Regions from separate parts of the Lactuca sativa genome. Here region 1 is linked to region 2. A link is a contact called in public Hi-C data. All regions are on one chromosome and are shown on one strand. Each heading gives the region's core, a stretch centred on a gene start, on an enhancer-like site or on the middle of the called end of the contact. The rest is flanking DNA. Distances are from core to core; before and after follow the strand shown. Region 1 holds the start of LOC111889387 (TGACG-sequence-specific DNA-binding protein TGA-2.1). Region 2 holds the start of LOC111889434 (nudix hydrolase 16, mitochondrial).

Evidence for each region. Hi-C and Micro-C count contacts between places; a contact is called where the count stands out from the background.
Region 1: a Hi-C map of leaf shows a contact between it and region 2, with 7 times the contacts expected there. The contact joins the promoter of LOC111889387 here to the promoter of LOC111889434 in region 2. A contact is called at or near these places in 2 of 4 Hi-C or Micro-C datasets (both in leaf).

What each region holds. Positions count from the first base shown.
Region 1 is chr5:321,980,444-321,984,300 of Lsat_Salinas_v11, forward strand. It overlaps LOC111889387 (TGACG-sequence-specific DNA-binding protein TGA-2.1), which reads left to right and starts at 1,807. Exons shown (of 12, transcript XM_023885530.3): 1 at 1,807-1,964; 2 at 2,191-2,298; 3 at 2,564-2,643; 4 at 2,749-2,816; 5 at 3,007-3,123; 6 at 3,208-3,285; 7 at 3,355-3,414; 8 at 3,531-3,608. The coding sequence starts at 2,201.
Region 2 is chr5:321,712,183-321,715,721 of Lsat_Salinas_v11, forward strand. It overlaps LOC111889434 (nudix hydrolase 16, mitochondrial), which reads left to right and starts at 1,503. Exons shown (of 4, transcript XM_023885581.3): 1 at 1,503-2,187; 2 at 2,722-2,836; 3 at 2,919-3,002; 4 at 3,136-3,539. The coding sequence starts at 2,117. The coding sequence ends at 3,399.

The DNA.
Region 1 (3,857 bases), core at 557-3,056, 270 kb after region 2:
GACTTTGAATCAAAGGTATTTGTCTCAAATAGTATAATTACTACACTAAAATCATCAATGGCATGAGAAGCTTTTCAATTAAATTGGATTAATCCTAATCTTTAGTCTCGGAATGATAGTTTAGTGATATCATATGATATTTTGAATTTTATATAAGTTTTTCAATATTAAATTGGTTTAATGCTTAAATTTATGAGTTTGAATATAAATTTAGACGCTAATGTAATTTTTAAATCTATAAAGATACAAAAAATAATATTTAAAGTTTATAATTATATGAATAAAATTGTGCCCAAATAAAAAAATTTCAATACATATTTTGTATATTTATTCCAGTGATGAATAAAATCTCAAGGTTTGAACGTCAAAACGTGCGATATCGTGAAATTCCAGGTAAACTTTGTTCTCTGGGGTCCAAGAGTCAAGAACTGAAGCAGAAGATTGCTTCAGGGAAACAGGGACTGTAGATTACCATTCTTTGATCAGGTTGTTCCAGATCGGAGTTGGAGAGAGCTCATTTGTTACTTACCCTACGTCACAAACCAGATAAATCCAATAGTTTTATTAATAAGTGCGAGTTTGCTGATGAACTTGGTAATTGGTATAGACTCCATTAGAGATCGAGCAAAGATGTTTGCGATGCTGTTATACAGATTGATGGGGGATGATTTTAGATGAAGAAATTGGAGAGAAAGACAGGAAGAAGGCTTCCGCTGCTGCTGCATTACAACAACGGTATTATCCATCATCATCATCATCAGTAGTTGATTTATTTTTACATCCAAAAACCATCTCACAATAGCATAATAACATTCAAATTTACTTTTATATCCAAAACCTGCAACTCCATGTTCAATTTTCTGGAAAGAAACGAGGTAATTAACAAATGAGCTCTAGAACATCATACTAAAATTCAAATCAGTTACTAAAATACTACACACCAAGACCACCACCATCAAAACAACCCATAAATTTCTCTTAAGCATTTTATCAAACACCTATCGTGCAACTCAAATGGACTCTATTTTTCTGCATTAATCAGAAGATCAGGTCCAGAAAACACTCCCATGTATAGTCAATACAACTTTACACCTGCAATACAAATACAATATAACTGAGAAAGGGGAGAAAACGAAGAGCAGGAAGAGAATCGCAAGAGGGGTGAGGTTGCGTTTCCGAAAAAATTAAGTACTGAAATCGATCTTTTTAGAAACCACATGTACCATTTATGAAGTTTTTGTACTTTTAAAAAACAAAATACGTAAGCATGATTCCGAATAATTAAAGAAAGATATACACGAAAAGAGAGTAAAAAAATAATTAGTGGCTTTGAATAATTGCAAAAGACTTTGAATGGTCTAAACGTCATAAGCCTCACTTTCCACCCTCTTGCTTCCAACTTCCAAAGTGGTCAAGTGTTATATCATATACTCCAGCTCTTTAAAATATAATACAAACACTTTAAAATTTTTGAGTTTATAATATACTTTTCCAAAAAGATATTTTTCATAAAATGCTTGTTTTACACCAATAACAATCGTATTTTTCTTCAAAATTTGTCTGTTTTAGCCTTAATTAGTTGAAAAACCAATGTAAATATTCTAATATAAATTTAATGATTCTAAATCAAAATAAACATTAATAAAGTAAATGTTTTGTTTATTATATGATTACCCCTTTTTATACTACGTGTCTTGATTTTGGTCCCAAGAAGTGTGATATTAAAACATTGAAAGCATCGGTGGGTGTGACGAATGCTAACAAAACAAACATATTTTATTCGAAAAATACGAAAGATGCTGAAAAATTGTTAGTGGGGCTGCTTGATTTTCACACAAATACATATTTCAATAAATAAAAAAAGTCTGCTCGGTTTAAATAGCACATGACCCCGCAAGTCAACAAGATCCATTTTGCTTCCTGAAATCTTCGAATTATGTCTCCGTTTTGAACTAGGGATTGAGGTAATGTTCTTGAGACTTGTTGTGTAATCGATTTGAAGTAAATTTAGTATCTTTTGAGGTTTTAATGGATCAAAATAAGTGTAATTTTTGTGGGTGTTGTTCTTTAATGCTTTAAAGCATAAAGTTTTCATTTTTTCTGTTCTTTATTGAGTGGAATTGGGTTTTTTTGTCATCCCTTTATTTTCTGAATTCTGGGAAAATGTTCTCTGTGGATTGTTTTATCAAGATGATGATTTATGGGTAGCAAAAGCTTCAAGGTTGGTGGAAAAGCTAATACTAGTGTTGGTGCTTCGATGCCTAGCTTTGTTTCTCAGATACCCATCTCCAATTCGAAGTAATCTCTTCTCTATTTGCTTCTAATCTTCGTAAAAATAATAAAGTGTTTGTGTAGTTTTTGATTAATCTTTATAAATCAGACCCAACTATTGAAAGTGAAAAAAAAAGAAAGGTTAAAGTAAGTAGTTTGATAGCGCCTTTTTTCAATCTTTTTTTTTTCACATCAATTATAATCTTGATTGATGATATGTTACTTTTCAAATATATTGTCATGTGATTGAGTAAATGAGTAATTGAGTTGAATATTTTTTATATGTAATCAGTGGTGTAGAGAGTAACGCTGGTCAATCCTCCCGAGTTTCTAATTTCGGGTCGCCTGAACAGTCGCTTGGATTGCGTGGAGGTGATTATAATTTTTAAATTATAATGTTATTTTATTTTTTCGTTTTTTTTTTTCGTGAAGTGAATCTGCAAATGAAACTTTTCCATTGTTTTTCTTGTTCTTAAGTTTACAACTCCACAGCATTGATCGATCAATCTGTCCACTCTGATCTCCAGTTTGCTACATATGATAAGGTGATTTTAGATGTTTTGATCATATGATTTCACTTTTATGTTTAACTTTTGTATTTATTGTTACAACTATATTCTTTAATTAAAAGAGTTAAACGCAAGAAACAACAATGTATGTTTATTGGTTACTTTGTTATAGCATCATCATATGTTATGGAGTTTGATGCTAATTACAATATGTGTTGTGTTTCAGATGTTACAAGGGCAAAATAGTAATCGTGAGGCCTGGTTAGAATCTAATATTATGGGAGATGGAAGCCCACACACAGATACTTCCACTGAAATGGACCCTGATGACAACAATCAAAGCGTAATAAAAACAAATACTTATATTTTATACAAATTGGAATTCAATTATGATTTATGTTTTTTACTTTTTTTATCTTGAATGCAGTTTGATATTGTTCCATCTAATCCGTTTATGGCTTCTGGTTCTAGTGACAAACAAAAAGAAAAATTTCCAGAACAAAAGGTTTTTTTTTTTTTGTATGTTATTCTTTTATTAAATTTTTTTTTCTAACTTTTTGTATTAAATTTATAGACATTAAGGCGATTAGCTCAGAATCGTGAGGCAGCCAGAAAGAGCAGGTTGAGGAAAAAGGTAAAATAATTGGTTTAAATTTTGACAAAAAAAAAAAAAGGTACCATGAATGAAAAGGAGACCTTAAAGTGAAATTAAATATTTTTTTCTTTTTCTTTTTGGGTTTTACTGTGTAGGCATATGTGCAACAATTGGAAAATAGTCGATTGAAGCTAACTCAACTAGAGCAAGAGGTCCAACGAGCTCGAAAGCAGGTATGAGGGCAAATTTGTAAATAATGCTTAAAGAATATTTAATAAAAGTTGAAGGAAAAAAAACAAATGTGAGCAAATTTTGAAAAAAGTTAGGACTTAATGGGAAAGCCTCTTTTGATCAACTGTCTATTAAGTCGTTCTTTTTTCATCAAGTAATTTCGTATTGAGCCCATTAAGCCGGCTTCTATTGACTTATGTGATTTCGATAAATCTTCACCAATTTTTGACTTTTTTTTTCTATTTTTTTAT
Region 2 (3,539 bases), core at 253-2,752:
TCATCTAATCAGGTACGTTCTGCTGTTAAGTTCTGATTTTATGTCTAAAGTTCCGATTTTATCTTTAAAAGTTTCGATTTTTGCCATTCTTTCTCTAAAATTTTCGATTTTTTGCTCTTGAATGTTTGATGTTCACTTGATTTTGCTGTTAGATTCATACATACCTGAATTTTATACTGGACCTTTGAGTGTTGGCATAAAAGTAAACTACTTTGTTAATCTTTAAGGTAACCTGTTGAAAAGAACTTGTTACTACTCTTATTGACATGTATTCAAAATGTGGGTGCATAGATAGTGCAATGAGAATCTTCAATGAAGCAGATAATAAAGATGTTTATGTTTGGACAACAATGATATCAGGACTTTCAATCCCTGGACTATGCAAAGAAGCTTTGGAATTGTTTGAGAATATGAAGAATCTTGAAATCGATGCCCAAAAGTTATTTGCTCGATCTGGACAACTACAAGAAGCCCAAAAGTTTGTAAAATTCATGCCAATCAAACCAGATTCTGTAATGTTCAGAACTTTGATTTGGGTTTGTAAAGTTCATGAAGACACAGAAAGATTGGAGCATTTGATTGAACAATTTCAAGATTCTTGTTCTTATTGTGGGGCTTATGTGTTGCTTGGTAAACTCACTTTTTATTGGGTTGTTTATTGAAAATGCTTGAAATTATAGCTGTGTGTAGCAGGGTCAATGGTTGGTGTTTGTTATGTGCGTGTGTTTTGGTGGTTGCAGTCATAACAGTTGGCGTGAGTTGTGTCATGGGGACTTATGAAAGTGGATTGAAGATTGGAAGATTGGTATTCAAACGTTAAATTGAATTTAATGATCTCATTACAAAATGCATTGCTATGTACAATGCTTCCCTGGAGTTGTCTTGAATTCAATGGTGATGGATATTGACAATATTGCCCTTTTGGAAATCATGAACAAAGTTGTAATCTAGGGTGAAAAATTATTGATGATTGAAATATGGCTTCAAAAGTGAGGTTTTATGAGGTTCTATTGTTGTTGAATGTTTTTTTTTTCCTGTTGAACTTTTGACTTTTGTTGTTGAGATTGATAAATGTTCAGAATTTGCAATTGATTTGGTTGTTGTTCAGTTCATGTTTGTTGTTCAGTTCATGTTTGTTGTTCATATGATCATTTGCTAATGATGTTGATAAATTTATATGTTTATTGATTTTGCTGGTTATGTTCTCGATGAATTCATCCCTTTGCTTATTATTGTTGAAAGGGTAAAATGGTCATTTTCATCAGTAAGCATATGCAGTCAGATTAACAATCAAACAACATAATTTCTTACTCAATCAGAATTTCTTATCCAGACAAATCTTTCTCAGTCAGCGTTTTTTCAGTCAGCAGAAAAAATAAATTTAAAGACCAAACATGCAACTGACCACAAAAATGATTTTTGTTATTGGCAAAATAATACATTTTCTAATAATACCAAAAAGTGAGATATATCGCTTGAATAAAATCCAAAATCAAAGCATAGGAAATAGAGTGGAGCTACCAAACGCTGCAGATAATCTTCCATGGTTTGCATGGGATGGAATCTTGATATTTTGAGTCACAATTTGTTCTTTGTCAAGATTTTAGATTCATTAACACTCTATATATGTAACCGACCCTGTTGCGTCCCCCCAACTTGACACCTTCCTTCCGATCCAAACACACAAAATCTCCGATCCGTGCGCCTACCCCTTTCCCCACTTTTCTCCTTTCTCCTTTCTCCTTTTTCCCCTTTCTCTCTCATCTCTTCAATCCCTCTTTTTTTCTTTTCTCTCTTTATTCTTCTTTTTGTTTCCAGTAAAATAAGCAATAGAAATCAAAGAATCAAAAGGGATTGATGGCATTGAGAAGGAGGTGAGGTTGGGCGACACGCATTGGGAAGGAATCAGAATCTTTTTGCTGCTGAAAACAGGGTTGGATTCGTCCGGAAAAGGAGCTCTGAAAAACAAGTTTTTTTTTTTTTTTTTTGTGAGTGGTGTTTTGTCTTTGTTCGATTCCCCAAGAAGGGTATAATAGCAGACACAAAGAGAAAGAGAGAGATGATAAAAGGGCATTGTTAGGGATTAAACTGTTTAGGTATATGTATTGATAGTGAAATGTCTGAATTGGTGGCCCGCACTGGTCGTCATCAGCAGCGTTATGAGGCCGGTTGCCGTCTCATCGCCGGGTATACTGTTCTCCCCTTTCTTGTTCCTCTTCGTGTTTTAATTTATAAAATTTCCCATTTGCCTTTGTTTAATATCAAATCCAGAATATTCCCCTAACTATTTCAATCTTTAAGCTTGTTTATAAGAAGCACCTGCATTCTCTTTCCCCAAATTTAGATAGGTTATTCTCGATTTCTGCTTGTTGTTGAGTTATTCATACATCTGTCAGTGTAATCCAGGATTTCTGTTAAATTGCGTAATTCTTCATTCAATGCTTTCTGTTATCTTCTTGAATCTTGCTTTCTGTTCTACTATTCAACTCCAGTAGGGAGTTTAAGACGCTATAGGCAGCTATTGCATATGAAGTATTCACTTCCCCGAGTTTCTCCTTGTTCTGTAAATTAGCTTCTGTGGTAATTGTTAACAAATGAGCAACACAACAACAAGCTTGTAACTATCCATTTTGGCATCTGCAGTTCATTTAGTAAGAGATAAAATGTTGATATATGAGTTTCAATAGTTCTCAAAGTAACTTTCTTTATGATTATGATTAGGTGCATTCCCTTCAGGTTTCGGTACTCTGAAGGCAGTAATGGTAGCAAATCTGAGAAGATTTTGGAGGTACTAATGATCAACTCTACAAGTGGACCTGGTCTTTTGTTCCCAAAGGTACAAATTACAAACAACTCCATTTTAGTTATTGGTCATTTTGTGTTTGATTTTATGTTTTGGAATTGTGTATTATTATTAGGGTGGATGGGAAAACGATGAAACTGTTGAGGAGGCAGCTGCACGTGAAGCATTGGAAGAGGCTGGAGTTCGAGGGGAATTAATGGTCAGTTTAAGAATGCTCACTCATGTTATTTATCAGTTTTTTTAGGCATCTCCTTTGTTTTTATATATTAGTATCACAATAATATATTTGAAAATAATGTTAACTATTGTATCTTTTATGACATTATCAACAGCATTTTCTGGGGCACTACCATTTCAAAAGCAAAACATTACAAGATGAATTTAGCCCTGAAGGCAGGTGTCGAGCAGCAATGTTTGCATTGTTTGTGAAGGAAGAGTTGGATTCATGGCCAGAACAGAGCCGTAGGGTCAGAAGTTGGGTCACAATACCTGAAGCTGTCGAGTGTTGTCGCCATTCATGGATGCGTGAAGCTCTTGAAAACGCCTTCAAAAAATGGACTGCTGATGCTATGATCATATTAATGGAACATCACTAACTCATCGACTTTTATCTTTTCATAAAAAGAAAAAAAACATGTTATCATTTTGCCTTTGGCTTCTTCAACCAGGTTTCTTGTTTTTTAGGCACAACAAACTGTTTCTATCTTTTAACTGTCTTTGGGTGAGATTTTTTTTT